2 separate regions of the Ovis aries genome follow, and region 2 is linked to region 1. A link is a contact called in public Hi-C data. All regions are on one chromosome and are shown on one strand. The core of a region is the stretch at or near the end of the contact, and the rest is flanking DNA. Distances in the headings are between cores, read along the strand shown.

The links. Hi-C and Micro-C count contacts between places; a contact is called where the count stands out from the background.
Region 2: a Hi-C map of blood shows a contact between it and region 1, with 2.1 times the contacts expected there. The contact joins two enhancer-like sites. A contact is called at or near these places in 6 of 16 Hi-C or Micro-C datasets (blood, hypothalamus, omental adipose tissue and 1 more).

The regions. Positions count from the first base shown.
Region 1 is chr8:64,114,509-64,120,521 of ARS-UI_Ramb_v3.0, forward strand. No RefSeq gene overlaps it. Among named protein-coding and RNA genes, the nearest start is that of HECA, 12 kb to the right of the region's middle. Within about 2 kb of position 3,748, at least 10 of the 54 cell types and tissues checked have an H3K27ac peak or open chromatin away from gene starts, as enhancers often do.
Region 2 is chr8:64,181,376-64,187,388 of ARS-UI_Ramb_v3.0, forward strand. No RefSeq gene overlaps it. Among named protein-coding and RNA genes, the nearest start is that of TRNAS-GGA, 32 kb to the right of the region's middle. Within about 2 kb of position 2,611, at least 9 of the 54 cell types and tissues checked have an H3K27ac peak or open chromatin away from gene starts, as enhancers often do.

The sequences.
Region 1 (6,013 bases), core at 2,498-4,997:
GAGGATGAGATGGCTGGAAAGGCATCACCGACTCGATGGACGTGAGTTTGAGTGAACTCCAGGAGTTAGTGACGGACAGGGAGGCCTGGTGTGCTGCAATTCATGGGGTCGCAGAGAGTTGGACATGACTGAGCGACTGAACTGAACTGAACTGTACACGAGGTTTTATATTGTGTCTTGTGTGTATATGGAGACTGGGGCAGATTGTTATGTGGCAAGTCATTTCCTTGTAAGAGGCAAGTCTTCTCCCTCAAATTTTGTTTCTCCCCCAGATTTACTCCCTTCTGTCCCCACAACTGATGCGTCTCTGGCTCCCTGACTTTCCTCTTCTCTCCCTTGCATAACACTTCCATCTTCCTCCCCTTCTTGGTCTCCTCCCCACCCACCTTTCCCCTCCCTCTGCACAGAAATATATATCATCACCCCGCCTCCTCACCCTCACTTAATACAGTCTCTAAGTGTCTGTAGTACCAAGGATGACTTCATTTGTGCTCAACAAACAAAAGATCCTTAAGCTGAAAGATCCACCCTCTTTACAGGGTGGCAGATGGATTTGAAATACTCAATTTTTATTTCTGTCACATAAAAAAATTTGTCAACCTTAGTATTTAAAAGCCCTGCTGCATGCAGATCTTAAATATCATTTTGTAATCTTGGCAGCCAATCAAAGGTACTGGGAAATAATAGAATCAATGCAAATGGTTCCCAGTGCTCTCTGACTGGTGGTGGGCAAGTAGATTTCTCAACTGTGCCAATCTTTATTGTTTTGCTAATTTTTATCTGCAGAGATTTGGGAAAGGCTACCCGCTCCAGTATTCTGGCCTGGAGAATTCCATGGGCTGTGTAGTCCATTGGGTCACAAAGAGTCAGACACGATTGAGCGATTTTCACTTTCACTTTACTTTTTGTTGTTAGTCCCAATCACCTTGCTATGGAGGTCTTTCTGCCACTCACTTGTCTAGTTCACCCAGGCTGCCCTGTATTGGTTGATGAGGAAGCAAGTCATGGTACAAAGAGCTGGAAAATACTACTCCCCTTTCACACAGGTTTGAATACTGAAGAGAAATACTATCTTCATAAAAACAACCATAAAAGCTTTTGCATTCTTTTTGTTTTCCTTTCCCTTTAAGACAAATCTTGTCACCCCCTTTTATTGAATTTGCTTAGAAATTTAAGACTCTTTGATACTAGATGTATTAATTCTTTCTTTTATATTGACAACTTCCTTTTTTGTTTTCTCTTTCTTTTTCTAGTATCAGGTGGAAATCAAACTCATGACAGGGTGGCAGATGCATATTTTAAAAATCCAGGTTAGCATGGAATCAGAGCTTCTCTCCCAAATTCCTTTTGCTCTGTGGTCTTGGATTTCTGAAGGAGCCTACTATAAACCTGATAGAACTCTAACCTCTCACTGATTCTGTGGGCATCCACATCTCATATTTGTAGACTCCTTTATTCTAAATTTATTATTCATTATATTTAATATTCCAGGTGAACTGAGATATGTACACTACAGAGAAAATGAGAATCTTTCAATTGAAGGCATGTTTTGATTTTTCAAAACATTTATTTATTTATTTTTGTCCGCGTCAGGTCTTGGTGTGGTGCGTGGACTCAGTAGCCCCATGGCATGTGGAATCTTAGTTTCCCGACCAGCAACTGAACCCACATCCCCTGCAATGGAAGGCTGATTCTTAACTCCTGGACCACCAAGGAAGTTCCAGTGTTTTGATTTTTTTAATGTGAACTTTACCATAATGAGAATGGCCTTTTAAAACAATATTCCATCCATAATGAAGGTTAAGCAGGTTAAGTATTTGCAAAATACTTGCCTATTTCCTTTGGATATTGAAGTTCCCAGAATCTCTTCTCAATGATGACAGTGATTCCTCCTCAAAATAGTGATTCCTGCTCCAATAGTTTGAATAATGAAATTGCAGTTGTGTCCCCTCTGTTCTTCTTTAGCACTTTATGCATATTTCTATCACATTATAATGAATTTTTCTGCTTAAATGAACCCCTGCAAAATTGCTTTTACTGAACTGGACTTTGAGGATAAGCCATCAGCACACACTGAGTAGTGCTGTAAGAAATAGACCTACTCCTTTCCTGTAAGGATATTATTGAGGATGCTCTTCAGGATATCAGTAGTGTTGCATTTGAAGGATCCTTGAGGGTTTTTCTGTTTGACCTTATATCAGGATTAGCTATGTTTCCTGAGCAGTTGGTTGCTTTTATCTGGTGGAACCCGTGCATTGTGTTTCTTCTTTTACAGAGCTTGCCAAAAAACTTTAGAGCCAAATTCCTGGTGGATCCTTAGCAAACACATGTGGGCCTTCATTGTATTTATTTTATGTATTTGTCTACCTCTGTTGTATGAGTCCGTCATTGCTTTCCCTTTGCGTCCGTCTCATTTTCTACTGGTATACTTCATTTTCTTTTGTTGCACATCTTTTTGTTCTCTGTACGACCTTTTGAAGAAAAACATAAGAATGAAGACAGTATCTGTAGATATCTCAACAGGATCTGAGCTCCCTGAGAGTGGACTGGGTTTGTTTCTTCATCGCTGCACTTGGATCTGGCACAAACCTTCATTATATGTTCAGTAAATATTTTTAAAATAAAGCAAATTAAGTTGCCATTATAGAAAAGAATCGTCTGGTAATTTGATCTATGGCTAAACAGCCAGCCATGTGGTAAGATGAATGGAAAGGACTGTGAATCAAATTATCACCTATAGACAAAAGGCAGAAGATTTACTATATATGAATCAAAGATAAATTAGATGAGCTAAACCCAAAGTTCCTTCTGTTTTACCTGTTCATAATATGGTGATGACACTTTTGTGACTTATAAATGAATGGTCTTGCTATCCATCTATGACAGGGCTTTGCATAAAATTGGTACCAGAGAAATACACGTTGAGTAGTTAAATCTACCTTTCTGGATACTAGGTTGAGAAATAGAATCACCTAGAAGGCTAAGCAGGAATTGTCTGGTGCTTTTTTAATCTCCGACTGAAACCTAAAAATGTCTTGAGAAATTGAGATTATTGGGACTATTGATTTAATCCAGAATTGGTACAAAAGACAACTAGCTCACTGAGCAGTGTCTTTTAATGGCAAAATGCCCAACGTTACATAGAACTTTCAAATCTTGATTAGTAATAAAATAATTTTGATCTTTAAAAGCAAACAAAACAATATGATAATATGGTTCTTTTTTATCCTACGGGGTTTCCCAGAGTAGAATATGCTACCAATTTATTAATGAGTATTGGAATTCATGGTATCAATCTAAACCAAATAAATATTGATGAGATTGCCTTTCTTTAAGATCAAAGACTTTTGTCTTTAGGGTCTATGATTTCTTCCTTCAAAATGTCTGTCATGTACATCCTTTCCTCTGGGTTTCGCTGTTGACCTCCTAATTCCAAACTCTCATGATCTCCTCCCCAAAATGGTGCAGTAGATTTTCTTCTGGCTTCTGAGCCACCACTTTTTCTATCCTGTCAGTCCTGAATGTTACTGTCAGACTATTCTTCCAAAAATACTATTTTCATTGTATTATTTTTTATCTAGTAACTTGTTATAACTTCCTACACCCACACAAATCAACTTCAAACTTTTGGGCAAAGAAAGCATTGCTTCTTGTAATCTCCCATTCTGGTTTCTAGCTGTGTACACCAGAGTGCGCTCTGTAGCAATCTTAGCATCCGCATGGGTCCCTGGTTTTGACTGTCCCTTTAAAGTACCCGTATTTGCACACAACAGGAAGTAGGGTGTGGTTTGTTCTTGGATGAGACTAAAGTTGTGTGCTGAAAACAGTTTATCCTTGACCTAGAACCAGTGCTGCTTTTACGAAAAAAAAAAACAAAACAAACTTGTTTACAATTGAAGTGAAAAGTTAAATAGCATTTTCAGTTAAAAGGAGCATGTTTGAGTAGCAACAATGAAAGCAAACTTTAAATGCTTCTGCTAATAAAAATGATGATGGCTCTTATGTATTGAGAACTTACTATGTGCTAGGCACTACACAAATGTTATCTACCTTAACTCTGAAATAGATACCATTATTATCTCTGTTTCACAAATAAGTTGTCCAAGGTCACACAGTAAGCCAAGCCTGAAATCTGGGAATTTGGCTGCAAGAATAGTTTCCTAACCACACAACTATACCAACTCCTGGTGGTGGTGGTTTAGTTGCTAAGTCGTGTCTGACTCTAGTGACCCCATGAACTGTAGCCCGCCAGGCTTTTCTGGCCATGACACTTCCCAGGCAAGAATACTGGAGTGGGTTGCCATTTCCTTCTCCAGAAGATCTTCCTGACTCAGGGATCAAACACATGTCTCCTACATTGCAAGCATATTCTTTACTGCTGAGCCATTAGGGAAGCCTATAATAACCCTTTCAGTTCAGTTCAGTTCAGTCGCTCAGTCGTGTCCGACTCTTTGTGACCATATGAATCGCAGCACGCCAGGCCTCCCTGTCCATCACCATCTCCCGGAGTTCACCCAAACTCATGTCCCTGGAGTCGGTGATGCCATCCAGCCATCTCATCTTCTGTCATCCCCTCCTCCTCCTGCCCCCAATCCCTCCCAGCATCAGGGTCTTTTCCAATGAATCACCTCTTCACATGAGGTGGCCAAAGTATTGGAGTTTCAGCTTCAGCATCAGTCCTTCCAATGAACACCCAGGACTGATCTCCTTTAGGATGAGCTGGTTGGATCTCCTTGCAGTCCAAGGGACTCTCAAGAGTCTTCTCCAACACCACAGTTGAAAAGCATCAATTCTTCGGCGCTCAGCTTTCTCCATAGTCCAACTCTCAAATCCATACATGACCACTGGAAAAACCATAGCCTTGACTAGATGGATCTTTGTTGGCAAAGTAATGTTTCTGCTTTTGAATATGCTATCTAGGTTGGTCATAACTTTTCTTCCAAGGAGTAAGCGTCTTTTAATTCTATGGCTGCAATCACCATCTGCAGTGATTTTGGAGGCCCCCAAAATAAGGTCTGACACTGTTTCCACTGTTTCCCATCTATTTCCCATGAAGTGATGGGACCAGATGCCGTGATCTTCGTTTTCTGAATGTTGAGCTTTAAGCCAACTTTTTTCACTCTCCTTTTTCACTTTCATCAAGAGGTTTTTTAGTTCCTCTTCACTTTCTGCCATAAGGGTGGTATCATCTGCATATCTGAAGTTCTTGATATTTCTCCTGGCAATCTTGATTCCAGCTTGTGCTTCTTGAGCCCAGCGTTTTTCATGATGTACTCTGCATATAAGTTAAATAAGCAGGGTGACAATATACAGCCTTGATGTATTGCTTTTCCTATTTGGAACCAGTCTGTTGTTCCATGTCCAGTTCTAACTGTTTCTTCCTGACCTGCATATAGGTTTAGAACCTAAATCCAGTATCCACCCTGAAACCCGAGAAATGGCTGCTCTAGGAAATAATATTTTGGGCTTACGTTGTAGAAGAAATGCCATCTGGAAAAAAAATTTATTTTTTTTTAAACAAAATCGTGATTTATCATGAGCCCAAAGCCAGCCTAGATGGTCATCTCCCCACCTTGCTTCCATTTTTGTCTGGTTCCTCCCGTTATTGTTCAGCAGACATGTTTCACAAAGAAAACCCACAGTTTAGAGAGCACAGTGTTTTATTCCAAATCAGACCATTCTCTTCAGTACTACAGAATAGAGTGCAGTGGGATTACTCCATAGTAAAGTCCATGCTGTGATCCTCTGTGAGAGCCCCTTGACTAAACCCTATTTGACAGTTTTAATGGCGTAAAAAAATGGCTCAAGTCAGAAAGACCAGAATCAGTGTCTCTCATTTAAAGACGCTTCCAACAGAAATGTGATCACAGACCATATATGAGTAGAGAGAACTAGACAGTCAGTGGAACATGGGAAAGCCTATGCCAAGAATTCAGATCTAAAGAGACATTGGACGTGAGATGTTGCCTCAGTTGCCTATTACAGTATAATCAAGTCCTAGTGACTCAAAGAG
Region 2 (6,013 bases), core at 1,361-3,860, 66 kb after region 1:
GAAATTGGGATTTTAACATTAAGTATTTATATGATGTTTAGTGTAAGAGGTACTAATGTTTTATTATAGCTTTTGGGGGTGAAAAAATTAAAAAGGAGGTAACAGGCAAATTCTGTTTCTGTTGCTAAAAACCTTATAATTTCTCTTAAAGCTGGTGTGCATATTTGGGTTTGTATTAGTTGAAAGCTTTAAGAAAATATCTCTAGAAAATCACTGAAGCTGTGGAAGAAAGTGTATTCAAAATTGCTAAGTTCTAAAATTCAAAAGAAACAATTTTATCAAAGAAGAGTGATGTTTAAAATAGTTCAGGAGAAGTTTTTTCTTTTAAAGCTGTCTCTATTTTGAGATTGGAGTGGGTACTTTGGCACTTTCAGTTTTCTTGGTTTGTGCTGTGCTCTGCTAAGTCACTTCAGTTGTGTCCAGCTCTTTGCGACCCTGTGGACTGTAGCCTGCCAGGTTCCTCTGGCCATGGGATTCTCCAGGCAAGAATACTGGAGTGGGTTGCCATTCCCTTCTCCAAGGTATTTTTCTGATTTTTCTGCATTTATTAGGTCTCCTGTACTGGCAGTTGGATCTTTTACCTCTAGCATTACCTGGGTAAGCCCTTTCTTGGTTCAAATATAATTTAAGTTAACAAGATACTAATTGTGAGTGTAAAGATTTCAAAATTTATAGTTCAACCCCAAAGGAAGAAAATCAGAAAGGCCTGAAGTAAATGGTCTGCTTTGGAGCTGTGCTCATTTTGAAAGTATACATTTCTGGACCAGATTTCTAATGTGTGCTTGCAAGGTACTGAGAGAAGTTTCTCCCAGCAGCTCACCTGATGGTTAAACTTGAATTTGTAGTAGCTGATAGTTGCTTTAGGTGCCCTCTTTGAACTGAATTGTAGGAATTAAAGAATAAGCCATCTAAGAAATCTTACCAGGTCAACAGTTGAATGATTGGCTGGAAACATGTTTTCAAAACTACTTTGCACAGAACCTTGTAAAAAGAAGGGGGCTGGAATGGATGGAAAACATGATGATTGAATCTTTATGGGTAAAACTATGAGCTCACATAAATATTTAATACCTTAAGTTATTGCCCACCTGGACTGTAGTCAAAAATAAAATCATAGTAAAATACCAGAAAGTTTAGTAGGGCCTTAAATGCAATTCTCATAGTAGTAGCTTAAGAAAGTTTGTGATGTGATGTGAAAGTCGCTCAGTTGTGCCCAACCCTTTGTGACCCACAGGACTATATCAGTCCATGGAATTCTCCAGGCCAGAATATTGGAGTGGGTAACCTTTCCCTTCTTCAGGGGATCTTCCCAACCAAGGGATCGAACCCAGATCTCCCACATTGCAGGCAGATTCTTTACCAGCTGAGCCACCAGGGGAGCCCAAGAATACTGGTGTGGGTAGCCTATCCCATCTCCAGCAGATCTTCCCGACCCAGGAATTGAACTGGGGTCTCCTGCATTGCAGGTGGATTCTTTACCAACTGAGCTATCAGGGAAACCCTAAGAAAGTTTAGTTTGTGAATTATTGATTCTCCCTTCAATCTGGGTATCTTGCATCCAACATGCATCTTTGCCCATTTCCAGTTATTTGTGTTTACCTGGCCTCTTCCTGGAGAAGGAAGCACCCCTGTGCAGTTCATTGGATTATGCTTGGATGATGGCTGTGGACCGAGGCTGGGCACCAGGATCTCTCTGCAGGAAGGGTCCCCTGGGGTGTTCAGGTTCTGCTGCCCAGATGCAAAAGTGTGTGACCATATCACCCAGTTTGGGGTTTTTTACTTAATAGACTGTTTATTTACTAACTAACCTATTATTTGTATGTATTGAGGAAGTAAGATTGGGTCATTAGGTGCTAAAAACATTTGAAACCATATTTTATTGATCATTGTCAGAAATGCGCTATTAGCACATGTGGAGGAGTTTGTGAATACAGGGAAGGGATTGAATACTTTGAGAGTTTTCCTGGCATTATTTTCAGAAAGCCTGGCCAAGAGGACCGGCTTAGGGCATCTGCAAAGCAGCTATTTTGAGAACAAAATTCCAAACATATCATTTGTCAGTCAGCAACTCAAGAATCAAACCAAAACAGAACAATAAAGAAGTCATCATGACTTCTTCTCAGCTTAGTGACAGTGGTGATGGAACACAGGGAAAGATGGAAAACCCTTGGAGGTGGACTCGGGAGTGAATCATGGCTGAGTTCAGTGAGCGTGTTTCTCAGCTGTGGAATACAGACACAGCTTCACCACCTTTCTGTTGTTGGTCTAGTGTAGATCACTCCTCCTTCTGTCCCTGGTGCCTCACCCACTGCCTGCTTAAGGGTGAGTCCTTAATTGTGTTCTATAAACTCTGCAGTTGCTGGCTTGCCCATGTCTCACTTAAGTGGAATACTGCCTGGATCCCAACTGTAGTTAAGTTTCAAGTTTGTTCAGGGCAAAATGAACTTCCTTGTAACTTTTTTCAGTGTAACTCTCAAAAACAGTCACCAACTTTGGCAGAAGATGAGGCCTCCTTAATGACTGTACAAAGGTGGTTTTCAGGCCAACCCTGGGTGCCATGCCCGTCTTGCTGGCCGTGAAGCCAGCTAGGCCTGCAGTGCTCAGTAGGTGGCGCTCGTGCTCTCTCTGTGCCGCAGCCATCGCGGAGGGTGTGGGTTTGGGCTGCAGGAATGCAGATACATCGTCAACTCAAAGCGGCTTCCTTGGGTCGGCAGCAGCATAAACCCATTATCGGCGCGGTGGCAGCTGCTGCTGAACTGTCCTTGCTCGCAGGCAGGTTCAGAGTAAAGGCCTTTGGCATCTGTGAGGTTGGGCACTGCGAGAAGCAAAACCGCTGACTGAAATAAGCAGGTTAGGGGTCTGTTATCTGGTTCCCTGCAGATGGGTCTGGGAGCAGCTTGGAGGCCGAGACCAGAGTCCAGGAAGGCCCTTCTCTCCTGTAACTGTGGTCTGGAAAAATCTCATCAATGTGGCCAGCTCTCTAAAGCCCCATTTTGGAGCCAATTTAGTGAAAATCAAGAACATTTTGAACCAGTGACAGAATTATAATTTTTATACTTATGAGCTGGCTTCTCCTGGTCAGTCTTGATTTCCAGCATTCGATCTTATTACTGATGTAAGAGCAGTAGCCCTCAGTGCCTCCTTCTATTTGGGGTATAGAATATATAGTCACCATAATTACCACTTTTTGACAGCTGCTGCTGCTGCTAAGTTGCTTCAGTCGTGTCTGACTCTGTGCGACCGCATAGACGGTAGCCCACCAGGCTCCACCGTCCCTGGGATTCTCCAGGCAAGAACACTGGAGTGGGTTGCCATTTCCTTCTCCGATGCGTGAAAGTGAAAAGTGAAAGTGAAGTCACTCAGTCCTGTCCAGCTCTTCGCAACCCCATGGACTGCAGCCTTCCAGGCTCCTCCGTCCATGGGATTTTCCAGGAAAGAGTACTGGAGTGGGTTGCCATTGCCTTCTCCTTCTGACAGCTGAGTCTCAAGCAGTGTTATGGACTGAATGTGTTCTTCGAAGTTCTTGTGTTTAAATTGTAATCCCCAATATGATGAGATCCCCTGGAGGAGGGTGTGGCAACCCATTCCAATATTCTTGCCTGGAGAATTGCATGGACAAAGGAGCCTGGCAGGCTCATGGGGTGACAAAGAGTTGGACACCAGTGAGCGACTAATGTGATGGTATTAAGATGTGGGGCCGTTGAGAGGTGATTCAGTCATAAGGGTGGAGCCCTAATGAATGGGATGAATGCCCTTGGGAAAGAAGTTCCAGAGAGCCTTCTCATCCCTCCAGCAGGTGAAGACACAGAAGATGGCCAGCTCTGAACCAGGAAGCAGGCTCTCACCAGACATTGAATCTGCCTGCACCTTGATTTTGGACTTTCCAGCCTCCAGAACTGTGAGAAATAAATTTACGTTGTTTTTAAGCCACTCGGTCTGTGATATTTTGGTATAGCAGTATGAAGACTAAGACAGTCAACAACATGCCCCCTATTTCTAATTTCAATTCTTATAAACAAAGTGATGGGAAACCGAAACCATGGGTCACTGAGATTTGGCTTTTGCTAGTCTCTGGTAGTTCAGCTGGTAAAGAATCTGCCTGCAATGCAGGAGATCCTGGTTCAATTCCTGGGTTGGGAAGATCCGCTGGAGAAGGAATAGGCTACCCACTCCAGTATTCTTGGGCTTCCCTGATGGCTGGTAAAGAATCTGCCTGTTATGCGGGAGACCTGGGTTTAATCCCTGGGTTGGGAAGATCCCCTGGAAAAGGGAATGGCTACCCATGCCACTATTCTGGCCTGCAGAATTCCATGAACTGTACAGTCCATGGAGTTGCAAAGAGTCAGACATGATTAAGTGATTTTCACTTTAGTCTCTTTTAATAAACAATGCAAAGAAGTATAAGAAAACAATAGAGTGAGAAGGACTAAAGATCTCTTTGAGAAAATAGGAGGTAACAAGGGAACATTTCAGGCAAGGATGGGCACGATAAACATCAGAAATGGTAAGGACCTAACAGAGGCAGAAGAGATTAAGAAGAGGTGGCAAGAATACACAGAAGAATTATACAAGAAAGGCCTTAAAGACCTGGATAACCACAGTAGTGTGGTTATTCACCCATAGCCAGACATCCTGGAGTGTGAAATGAAGTGGGCCTTAGGAAGCATTACTATGAACAAAGCTAGTGTAGGTGATGGAATTCCAGCTGAGCTATTTCAAATACTAAAAGATAATGCTGTTAAAGTGCTACACTCAATATGTCAGCAAATTTGGAGAACTCAGCAGTGGCCACAGGACTGGAAAAGGTCAGTTTTCATTCCAGTCACAAAGAAGGGCAGTGCCAAAGAATGTTCAACTTCTGGACAATTGTGCTTATTTCACAGGCCTGTAAGGTAATGCTCAGGCTTTGGCACTAGGTGAACCAAGAACTTCCAGATGTACAAACTGGGTTTAGAAAAGGCAAAGGAACCAGAGATCAAATGGCCAACTGATTCATTGGATCATAGGGAAAGCAAGGGAATTCCGGAAAAACATCTACTTCTGCTTCATTGACTATGCTAAAGCCTTTGACTGTGTGGATCATCACAAGAAATTGTGGAAAACTCTTAAAGAAATGGGACTACTTAGACCACCTTACTTGTCTCCTGAGAAACCTGTATGTGGGTCAAGAAACAACAGTTAGAACCTTACATGGAACAAATGACTGGTTCAAAATTGGGAAAGGAGTATAAGGTTGTATATTTTCATCCTGTTTATTTAACTTCTATGCAGAATATATCATGTGAAATGCTGGGCTGGATGAATCCCAAGCTGGAATCAAGATTGCAAGGAGAAATATCAACAACTTACATAGGCAGATTATACTACTTTAATGGCACAAATTGAAGGGAAACTAAAGAGCCTCTTTAGTTCCTCTTTAGAAAGAGGAGAGTGAAAAAGCTGACTGAAAACAACATTCAAAAAACTAAGATCATGGCATCAGGTCTCAGCACTTCTTGGCAAATAGAAGGGGGAAAAGTAGAAGCAGTGACAGATTTTCTTTTCTTGGGCTCCAAAATCACTGTAAACAGTGACTGCAGCCATGTAATTAAAAGACACTTTCTTCTTGGAAGGAAAGCTATGATAAACCTAGAAAGTGTATTAAAAATAAAGACATCACTTTGTGGACAAACAGTTTTATAGTCAAAGCTATGTTTTTCTCAGTCATCATGTATAGATGTGAGAGTTGCACCATAAAGAAGGCTGAGTGCTGAAGAATTGCTGCTTGAACTGTGGTGCTGGAGAAGACTCTTGAGAGTCTCTTGGACAGCAAGGAGATCAAACCAGTCAATCCAGAGGAAATCAATCCTAAATATTCACGGGAAGGACTGATGCTGAAGCTGAATCTCCAATACTTTGGCCACCTGATGCAAAGAACTGACTCACTGGAAAAGACCTTGATGCTGGGAAAGATTGAAGGCAAAAGGAGAAGAGGGTGGCAGAGGATGAGATGGTTAGAGAGCATCATTGACTC